2 separate regions of the Anser cygnoides genome follow, and region 1 is linked to region 2. Evidence: chromatin contacts called from public Hi-C data. All regions are on one chromosome and are shown on one strand. The core of a region is the stretch at or near the end of the contact, and the rest is flanking DNA. Distances in the headings are between cores, read along the strand shown. Region 1 overlaps ZFHX3 (zinc finger homeobox 3). Region 2 holds the start of PMFBP1 (polyamine modulated factor 1 binding protein 1).

Region 1 (5,280 bases), core at 2,143-4,642, 290 kb after region 2:
GCCACCTACACGTTGCTGGTCAGCGCTCTGCACAGCGCCCTCCAGGCCCCTCAGCCCCATCACGGCAGCAGAGGCCACGCAGCGCCCTGGCAGCGCTCACGGGCTGGACGTGTCTTAGCAAGACACCAGCTCAGCTGTAACTGAAGTTTCAACTTGATTGGAGACCGTCCCAACTGTTTAATGGCCCTCCTCTTTTCAAATGCAGATTTGAACTTTTCACCCAGGGTCAGGCAGCTGGAGCCCGGCCCGGCCCCAGCAGGGCCCAGGCGCCAGAACCACCCTGCCCCAGCGGGTGCGCAGGGCCGCGCGGCAGCGCACACCTCCCCGGCCCCGGCCCGCAGGGTGCGGGAAGGCCGCGGGTGGCTGCCGGCACTGCCTGGCAGGCCAGAAGGCTCCCCTGTGCCTGGAGCTCTGCTGGGGAAACTCACACCTCCAGGGCAAGAGTGACTGGGCCAGGCTGTCCCGACCTCGGCACAGTCAGGAGGTGCTTGGCAGAAAGCAGAGGGTTAAGGAAAGCCTCACGGGAGGCCCACCCACGACCAGGAACGAGCCATTTCACTGCAGGCTCCGCATCAGGTTCCCACAGCCACAGCTAAACCAGACCGCTACCACCCAGAGCACAACCCAGCGCTTCCAGCCGGTGGTATGGACACAGCCATCCCCCGGGACGGGTAACGCTCAAAGCTGCTACTCGGGGAAGAACATCGCCTGCTTTTCCAGGGAGAGGACGAGATGTTCAGCTGCTCATTAACTTAAACAGGTATCTACGTCTTACCGCTGCTAGGAAAGTATTTGGGAAAGATTTTAAAAAGAGCAATGCTGTTACAGTAACGGAACGCGAATCGTGGTTCTGCAGGTGACAACGGCCAAGTCACTCACAGTGCCACCCAGGTACCAACTCGTGCCAGGGCAACGCCGCGGCAGCGCCAGTGCTGGCGGTGGGCACAGCCAAGGCCCTGCTCCGCCTCCCCCCGCCCCAGCAGCACGTCGTGCCACCCAGATCCCACAGGGAGCAGCAGGCAGCCGCCACGCGCCGCCCCCATCGCCTCACAGGAGCACAGCCCAGCTTCACCAGAAGTGACACCTCCGTCCCTGCTCTGCACGGTGAGAGACAAAGAGTGCGATCAGTACGGTGTGAGGGGTCGGGCACCCAGGGGCGGGGCGGCCACCAGCTCCGTAACGGACGAAGCCGCCCGGCACACGGCGCGTGCCCGGCAGCCAGCGTGGCACAGGCTGCGTGGCCGCCAGCCCTCTGGTGCTCCACGAGCCACCACACCACTGAGTGCAGGCACAACCCATCCTCACACCAAGTCACCGGGCACACTGCAAACAAAAGGGAAGAGGTACAAAGATAAAAGGAAAGATACAAATCAACCAGAAGGGAAAGATACAAAGACAGGAAACCCCTGAGAAGGCCAGCAAGCAGGGAGCACTGGGAAAAGTCACCAACTTCTGGTAATTTACTGAAACATTTATTGTTCGTTACAGATGCTGTGTTAGAAAGTTTTTATCTGAACCTTTCAGGGAAAACGGCTCAATGAGCTGGATTGCAGGACGCCTCCTCCATCACTGAGGAACCCCCCCAACGTCAGCGGGACACCAGCATGTCCTAGTTCACAGCGCTGCTGGGCACCAACAGCCCACACCGCGCGGCTTTGCAGCCACATCGAGCCATCTTCCCACCAACAGGCTCTCAGACAGACCAGCAGGATCGGAGGCCTCCGCTCAGAAGTCGCCACTTTTCTTATTCCAGACCCAAAGCATCTCCACACGGGGCCCACCGTGCACCAAAGCTGGCAGACAGGGCAGACGCGCGTGGGCAGCCCGAGGCAGGCGCAGCGAGCGCCAGTGATGCTCGATTCTTCTAAAGCTTGGGAGCCCGTGGGCACCGTCCCAGCTATCGCCCAGCTGCAAACCCCTTCTGTTCCCTCTTTGCAGCCCTGAGGCAGGTGGCCACAAGACCTGCCCGCAGGACAGAGCAAAGCCACCAGCTCGGCGTTATACCAAGCGCTGCACAGCCTTCCCCAAGCCATGCCAGCAGGGGAAGCCCTGTCCTGGAGCTGACAATTACTGCTACACGTGGTCCTGTGATAGCTCTCCTGCAGGAAGAACTTATTCTGCACAGAAAAGTCTAGAAACAAAAAGGAGAGGAAGAGGGGCAGGAGGAAGGCATCTGTCTGTCAAAGCCTCCATGAGCACTGCTACGAAAAGCAGCAGTGACTTGCCACAGTGGATGAGCTTTAAAAAAACACCCATGACAAGTGTGGTAGGAGAGTTTCGTACACCAGGAATAATTGCCTCTCCTGGAGCTTTAATCATCAGGGTTGCTACGAGAAACTGACTTTTCTCCCCTTGGATTAATCAAAACCATGTTATTCAGCATGGCAGCAGGACAGGTCTGCAATTCCACATCCCTTTGCCTCGCAGGATGTGAAATGGAAAAGTAAAAGTAAAGGCAGGGGAAAAACACATCAGCTTGGTCTAAAACCCAACCAATGACAAACACCCCTGGGTTTAAGAGGTGCTTCAGTGCAGAAGGGTGTTACAGCAGGAAACCAAAATAAAATACCAAAACTCTTTCATTTAGTAGCCATAAGGTGAGGGTGAAAATATGTGGCAACCAGGGCTTCAGAAACAGTAAAAGGCTCTTGACCAGCCAGCCACCACTTCTAGTCGCTCTTGTATCAGGCTGCAGAGCTCCATCCTTGGGAACATTCCCCTCTTCCTGCTGAATCCAGTGCTGGGGAGGTTACTCTATCACACCACAAACTCACTCTTCCACAATCCCATGATAAAACAATAAAGCTCCGAATATTAGCACGGTGGAAAAGACTGAAGAGAGACAACCTAGGGACGAAAGCTTACCAATTTCCGCTGCTGACTTTCCAGTGGCCTCACACTTTACTTGTTTCCTTCCCAGTATCTAGGTGGGACCTCAGAATGTCCTATTCCATTTAAGGCGTTTTATTGCCCAAAGAACTTGCAAGCTAACTAGCACGCAAATAAAACACATGAAAATCAGTAAACAGAGCCAAGAGCCTAAAATACAGAGCCTCGCGCACAGGCTGTCAGCACACAGAGCCCAGGGACATCAACCCCTGCCCCAGCCAGGCGGGGACGGTGCCGCCCCTGCCTCTGCACAGGGGGAGCCACGGCAGCGACCAGAGGCTGCAGCAGTCTCAGGCTCCTCTGTCCTGCCCCTGCTGCTGAGAAGCCAGGGCCCTACCTTTCAGGGTGAAAACAACGGCTTAACAACAACAACAGAAAGTTCTGACGCAGTAACTGTGAAAAAGGCTTGGCTTGAAGGCAGAAAGGAGGAAGGGAGGGATGAACAAGCAGAGCGAAAAGAGGCAGGAACACAGGATACTCGCAGAACCGCCCAGGCTCCCCTGCCCCTGTGCTCCTCAGCGGGGTCTCGGCAGCCCCCCCGCCCCTGCCGCGGGGCGCTGTGCTGTGCCCACCTCCTCCTCCAGCCCTGGGCACAGCGAGCAGCTCAGCGACGTGCAGCTCTCACGGCTCCGGCAAAAGCAAACACCTGCACAGACCGCAAAAAGCGAGACGGAATGAAAGACTACAAGGAGCAAAATCCTCGAGTCCGAGCTAGCACACAGACACGCTGTTCCCGGGAAGAGGAAATGCCTGCCTTCCCCTCCCCAGAAGTGAAAATCAAACTCCACGCTGATGTCAAAGGCCAGCAGTTCCCACTCCATCCTTGTCATGTCCAGGTCACCAGACAGGCCTTTGGAGCCTCTTGTCTGGCGAGAGTCGTTCATCCGACTGCAGCCAACGCTCTCCACCTCGACATTAGAAAGCAAACACTGCGCCCGTCCAGAGAGGGAGGGCGGCTTGGCTTTCCCCGTCCGCGAAGCCACGGCCACCAGGGCCAGCCGGCAAACGCTCACCGCGTGCCCACAGCACGTCGCCCGCCCGGCCCGCGGAGGCCGTGGCTCAGGCGGCCGGCCCCGGGCAGCAGCCGTGGGGCCAGGCCCGGGCTCCACGCAGCCAGGGCCCACGCGCTGCTCCCGGCGTCGCCCGCGCGGCAGGGTGGCACCCGGCCGCCACGTGCAGCGGTGCTGCTGCGGGGGGAGCGGGTGGGCAGGTCAGACACCCGAAATGCGGAGAATAAAGGCCTTTTGCTAAAGCTCCAGGAAGCAAAGAGAAAAAAACGCTAATTAACTCAGCAGCAAGTTGTTAGTATTTGCATATAAATGCAGCCACAAATCATTACAAACAAGCTAGGACAAGCCAGGCCCATTAGCATATACAAATCCAGCCCGGACGGCCGCGCTAGCTGGGTCGCGGAGCAGAGGCAGGCTGCCAGCCTCCTCCTGGGGGGGGCAGGAGGCAGAGGGGCCTTATCTCAGCGAACACTCCCATTACCAGCAGCAACAGAAGCCACAGGGATAAGGTTTCTTTCCATATTAGAAAACAAAACATAACACAACCACACACGTTAAAAAAAAAAAAAAGGAACAAAGGAACGGGATGAATTCTCCAGCCTCACTTAAGAGCAAAGTAACAGCACGCCTCCCTTGCACCCCCCTGCACCCCCCGGCCTGCTGCAGCGGCCAGAGCTGGACACGCCTGGGTGTCACCTCTTGGGTCAAGCCACAGGGGTCTCGTCCCGGGGAGCGTAAAGGTGGGCAAAGGGCAAGCATTTAGGGGAACCTGGAGATCCATCAGCTTGATTCCCTGGGACGCTGTGCACCTGCAGGAGCCTTCTCATCAGGGCTCTTCCTCCAGGGAGGATGCAGAAGGCGGCACAAATCATAAATAACAAATCCCACACCTGAGACACCGGAAGAACGTCCCAAATCCAGAAACAATAAAAATGACCTGAAGCACCCAGAGCTACTGCTGTAAGTTCCACAAGCTCACCCTTCCAAAAGCCAAAACAAAAACAGTTTGCTTTATCACACTGCCTTTCGGTGGAGCTTGCCTCCCTGCTCCTGAAACTTCTGGCACTTCTGGGGCGCCGTCAGCACTGCAGGTGTGCCCAGCCACACAGCCCAGGTCCTCCCCAGCGCCTGGTAAGGACCGGGACAGAGTCTGCTCTCTTTGCATTTGCCCACTGCCTAACAATTCACTTGTTACCACAGAAAGAGACTCACCGTTGTAAGAAATTCACTATTTTTCCTCTCACAAAAAGCAATTCCACTGTTTTGGGGGGTTCTGCTTGTTCTTCCCCCCCCCCCCCCCCCCCCAACTAGCATCTTAGGATTTAAAAGAAAACTCAAGCAATTACCAGTTTACATCAAGGCTTGAAAGAAAAAAATCCAC
Region 2 (5,391 bases), core at 1,868-4,367:
CCAAGGAAAGGGCAGGGGCAGGGCTGTGGCTGTGCCGGGGGCAGCCAGCCGCGAGACCTGCGTACCTGCTGTGTGCCAGCTCTGCCTCACGGCTGGCTGCTTGCTCCTGCAGTGCCCGCAGCTCCTCCTCTGCCCTGCGGCCGGCCTCGTGCTGCGTGCCCTTCCCCGGGCTTGGGCACAACTGCTCCTCCGCACGCTGCTGCTGACTCCAGGCTGGTGGCTGCTGTGCTGCTGCCTGGGCTGCTCGGGACAGGGGGAACAGACTCTGGGAAGCTCAGGGAGGGGGGCAGGGGTGGCAATGTCAGCCGGCCCCCCTCCCTGAGCTTCCAGGCACAGCCCTGCAGTGTGGTTTTGGGATGTTTGTTCTCCACAGGGTTCCTGTGCCCCCCTGGGCTGCTTCCCCCCCAGCTTGAAGACTCGTGTATTATGGGCGCTGCTTCTTCACCTTTCCCGAGTTGCCCTGTAACCCTGCAACCAGTGATGTTCCATTGCACAGGGAGCCTGTGGTGCCCACGGGCTCTCAGCCTTTCCCTGCCATTGTCCCAGGATGGACTAAGTGCCGCTGCGGACGTGCAGGTACTGCTGGGGAGGCATGCACTGCCTGCTGCCTCCTGTCTTCCTGCTGTGCTGCCTCATCCTCTAGCGGCACATATGCTGACCCTTTTGGGTACCTGGTGCCTCCTTGCTGCTGCTCTCTGCCACCAGTGGCAAGCCCTGGGCTGCCCGATAATTAGCCAGAGCAGGCACCCCTGGGGTGCAGGCCACAGGCTGCAGCCCTCACATGTCCCAGCCCCGGGTGTCCCTCTCCTCACCCACCCCACCTTCCTTGGCAGTGCTCTGCTCAGCCTGCAGCGTGTCCTGTGCCCGGCACCGGGGCATCTCAGCTGTCCTCTTCTGCCTGCGGTGCTTTGCCTCTGCCTCCACCACCACCTGCACGAGCAGTACGGCCAGCTGCTGCCTGCCAGCTCCCAGCCAGCCCCAGGTGCTGGTGCTGCGGGTGCTGGGCCCCCAGCACAGACCTGCTCGAGCAGCTCCACGTGCTCTTTTGGAAGTCCATGGCTGGTGTCAGCATTGTCACGGCAGCCTGCATAGGTGACCTCTGTCTGCACGGCCTCATCCTTCTGGCCCTGCGGAGAGGTGCAGCACTGGGGTGCGGGCACCTGGCCGGGTGTGGGACTGCCCCAGGCCGCCTGTGCTCTGGCTGTAGAGGGGCTGGGGCTGGGGCTGGAGAGGCAGTTGGTTTGGGGCAGCCTGGGGGCAATGGGCTCCTGGGGAGCGCCTTTGGCGCAGGGACGTGGCTGGACCCAGGAGTGAGGCAGGATGGCTGCAGGCTCCTGGCCCTCGGGTCACTCATGCAGCCCCCTGGTGCCCTTCCTGCTGCGGTGGTGTCTGATGGACACCCAGTGGCCCCAGGGAAGGCATCCCTGTAGTCCCTGACCTGTAGCGGGGTGTGGGCCTGTGAGGAGGGCAGTGAGTCCAGCTCCATGCCTCAGGCTGTGGGCTGCAAGGTGCCACTAACTCCGGGATGGCTGGAGCCACCAATACAAGGATGTCAGTGGGACCACTGTAGAGTGCAGGCCCCCAGCTCTGCTCAGCTGGGTGCACGGGGTTGCAGCAGCTATGCCTGCCTTGTTTTGGGGCTGGGTGGGCTGATCGCTGCCTGTTTGCACAAGCAAGGCTGTCGGGCAGGGATGGTGTCTCAGCTGGGTGGAGCTGGCTGCAGGGAACATGTGGCCAAGGGCAGGGGACTTGTACAGCCTGGCCCATGGCTGCTGCACCCGGTGGTGGTACCTTGCCTATCACCTCCTGGTAGTGCTGCATCAGAAAGACCAAATCCTGGTGTTTCTGCTCCACTACGCACTCTTGCTGCTGTAGCTGGACCAGCCGCTTGCAGTTCCTGCCCCTGCAGATGTCCAGGTCCAGCTGCAGCGCCTGTAAGGAGGCCAGCACGTGTGCTGGCTCCAGCTCCTGCTGCTCTGTGGCCTGGCATGCCTGGGGCTCTCTTTGCTGGGGCTCTGGCACCTCTGCTTCCCTCTGGCCCTAGGGCACAGCACAAGCAGCAGCTGTCTGTCTCACTGCTGTGGCTGGTACCCAGTAGCCAGCCCTTTCTGCAGCTCCTGCCAGGCACTGGGTTTGAATGACTGTACGGGCAGGCCAGGTTTTGGTCAGAGAGCAGCAAGGGACTGTATTAACGACTGGTGGGTGCAGACCTCCCCCCCCCACCCCCCAGCGACAACAACCTGTGTGTGTTCAGGCAGCACCCAATGGGCTCTCAAACACCTGAGCATCCTACAATCGCTGCAGTGATGCCGGTGTGACCTGTGGCTGCTGTGGGAAATGGAGGCACCAGGACCGGAGCAGCTGCAGCAGGCCTGGATGCCTGCCCCAAGCCCTTGTGCTGTCCCCAGCCCCTGTGGATGTGCTCTCTGCTGGCAGGGGCAAGGGCTGGCCAGGGCCTCCTGCACTGCCCAGCCACCAGCCTGCGCTGTGCACCTCGTGCCTTGGGTGGGCGCGGGGCCCTGCACCACTCACCTGGGACTGGCAGCTCTCCATCTCCTGCTGACACTGCTGCGTGGAGCTACTCAGCTCTGCCATCGCCGCCTCTGCTCCTGGCAGCCCTCCCCAGGGCTGCTCAGGCTGTCCCAGGGGTGCAGGAACCTCCCTGAATGTGCCATGTTTTGGTCACTCTCACTGCTGGAGGGCCAGAACACCAGGCGGGCCTTTCCCCTTGGCTCTGAACAACCCATGGCCCCAGGGAGGGGCAGCCAAGGACACCACCCAGCCCTGCCTGTGCAGCCCCACCATCACTGCCTGGCATTGGCGCTCCCCATCTCAGGAGCGCCTGGTGCCAGGGGGAGATGCTGAGCAGGGGCCTCCTGTGAAGGCACGGCACTGCTGACAGGTTGGAGCCACGCGAGGGCCCCCGGCCCCCCTCTGGCAGCAGCAGGCCCCTCTCCGGGGAGCAGGGCCCCCCCCAGTGCCCCCAGCCCTCACCGCAGGCTTTGCGTGCCACGCTCCCCCTCAGCCGTGCTCCATCCCTGGCACGTCATGACGCTCTGCCCTGGTGCAGCCCAGCCCTGGCCAATTCTTGGGACAATGCCCGGAACCAGAACCTGGTGACCCCGGACTCTGCTCAGGTATCCACCAGGGAACGCCTCCTGGTGCTCGTGTGCTCAGTACTGCTGCATGTGCTGGGCCTTGCAGCACCCTTGTGCTGTCCTCACCAGCCTCATGTTGTCCTTGCGCCCTCTTGTCTCTGTGCCACCGTCGTGCCATGCTCCAGACCCATTGTTGGCCCCAGGGAACGTTGCAGCCCGTGGCCAGAGGGCCAGCAGCAGCGCCGTGCTCGGTGCTGTGCCCCTGGGGCAGCCGTCCCCGGCCTGCCGGGCCTGCCTGCGACTCCCTGAGCTGCCCCGCGGAGCTGCGTCCAGCTGCTGGAGGAGGTATCGACCGAGGCTGCTGCTCTGTGTTTCTCACAGTCCAGAAGAGTAAAAATAACAGGAACAAGTTGTCGGAAATGAAATTTCAATTTTTCCACGCCCTTCCCTGTCCGTGCGGCTTCCCGGCACAGATCAATAGTGTTTAGACAGCCAAGGAGATTTTTTTTTCCCCTCTCAAAGCACCAGATCAATAGTTGGAAAAAAACCCACCACCGAGCCCTCTGCCTGCGTGTGCTGTGGTAACTGAACACAGCGGGCCCTGGGCAGCCCTGGCAGTACGGTGGCCACAGCTGGGGGCAGGTGGCTGCGGTGGGGGCCCCTCTGCTCTGCACAGCACGAACCGTCTGGGGCCGGCGAGCCCACCGCAGCAGCATGCCACAGTGGGGACCCAGCCCATGGGCCCCGAGGGAGGCTGAGCACACCCCAGTGCCTGCTCGGGGCTTGGGACAAGCACGGCTCCTGTGGGTGGGAAGAAGTCCTGGGGGTGGAACTGGGCCTGGCTTCGAGCCCAGCCGCTGCTGGGGGAGCCGACAGTAATCCAAATCCACGGGCACGCGTTTAACGCCAGCCTGCTGGGGAGAGGTGGGCGGCTGTCACGGGGGGGGGGGACAGATGCTGGCAGCAGGATTCGGTGTCGGCTCTGGGCGCGCAGCGACCTCTGGCCAGTTTCCTGGGCGCAGGAGACCTGTCCCAAACGGTGTGCCCACAGGTCTCCCTGTGGCAGTGGGATGCATGGGTATTAATTCATCAAGCTGCCGAAGGACCGCGTATCGACAGTGCCCAGGCAGCAAGAGGGGCAGTGCTAGTGCAGGGTGGGTAAGTGTGTGGCTGCACAGCTGTATGAAAAGCAGTCCACAGAGGCAAACTGTGGGTGCTGCTGTGGGTGGGAGTGAAATCGAGGGCTGGTGAAATGGGCCTGTGGTGCCTGAGCACATCAAATACGGTGGGATTGATCAGTCAACGGCTGCAGCGGCGGCAAGGGGATGGGAAGTGCCCTGGCAAAGGGCTGAGAGCGAGTGAGCGGCTGGGTCGACCCTTCCTGCCCAGGAGCCCCGGTGCAGCCGTGAGGCGATGCCCGGGGCACAAACTTGCCACTGGCCCTGGCTGCCTGTGCCACGGGGCTCCCTGTGACCCCCAACCCCCCCCTCGCTGATGCTCAGTGCTGCTTCACGAGCAAGTACTTTAGCTGGAAATTTCCAAGGCCGAGCTGGGCCCAGAAGGTGAACTCAGATGTACCGTAAGAGGAATCGTCGGTTGCCATGACGACCTGCTCCGCCAGCGGGTTGCAGCCACAGGCAGTGGGAGTGGGCGCAGAACCGACGGTGGCGTGAGCAGGGCCACTTAACCCCCACTGCTGCCAGCTGCGTGCAGAACGCAGCTGAATTCAGGTCTAGTTTCTGCCAGTGCAAGGGAACAGAATCTCCCAGCAGATTTTCATCTTGCTCAGGCAGTGGCAGCCAGAGCACAGAACCTACATGTATGTTCTCCTTCCTTGGTGCCCCATCACTGCGCTATTGCTGCTTTAATTAGAGTGGGCTGCCCTCCCCTGGCAGCACCCTGCTCATGGCAGCGCAGGCGAGAACCAGCCCCATGGTGGCAGTGGAGCCTGGAGGAGCCCGTGCCGCTCTGCCCAGAGCAGCACAGCTCTGCCTGGCACACAGCAGCGCAGCTTGGCACAGCACTGATGTCCTGCAGCGGTGTGCACCCAGATCTGCTGCCTCTGGCACCACGGCCCACTTGCAGCCTCCACGTACGTACGTTGGGCCTTTGCCACGTCCTCCCTGGCTACTGCCAGCAGCAGCCCTGGCTGCGTCGCCAGCCTGTGCCCACTGCGAGCCAGCTGCTGCACACACGCACTGTGATGGTCCACGCTGCCACGCCATGTGTGCTGTGCTGTGCCATGCCGTGCCACGCTGCCCTCACCTCCAGGGGTCGTGCCGCCGATCCTGCT

Evidence for each region. A called contact is a pair of places that touch in the nucleus more often than the background predicts.
Region 1: a Hi-C map of liver shows a contact between it and region 2, with 2.2 times the contacts expected there. The contact joins the enhancer-like site here to the promoter of PMFBP1 in region 2. A contact is called at or near these places in 3 of 7 Hi-C or Micro-C datasets (granulosa cells and liver).

What each region holds. Positions count from the first base shown.
Region 1 is chr12:625,234-630,513 of Taihu_goose_T2T_genome, forward strand. All of the region lies in intron 5 of ZFHX3 (zinc finger homeobox 3), which reads right to left. Among named protein-coding and RNA genes, the nearest start is that of PMFBP1, 290 kb to the left of the region's middle. Within about 2 kb of position 3,393, at least 1 of the 3 cell types and tissues checked has open chromatin away from gene starts, as enhancers often do. A contact at or near this core is called in liver, where this site is marked.
Region 2 is chr12:333,789-339,179 of Taihu_goose_T2T_genome, forward strand. It overlaps PMFBP1 (polyamine modulated factor 1 binding protein 1), which reads right to left and starts at 3,118. Exons shown (of 14, transcript XM_048050473.2): 1 at 2,995-3,118; 2 at 2,533-2,662; 3 at 1,792-2,040; 4 at 1,020-1,127; 5 at 822-930; 6 at 66-240. The coding sequence starts at 3,050. DHX38 (DEAH-box helicase 38) reads left to right here. Exons shown (of 26, transcript XM_067004722.1): 26 at 374-3,537. The coding sequence ends at 413.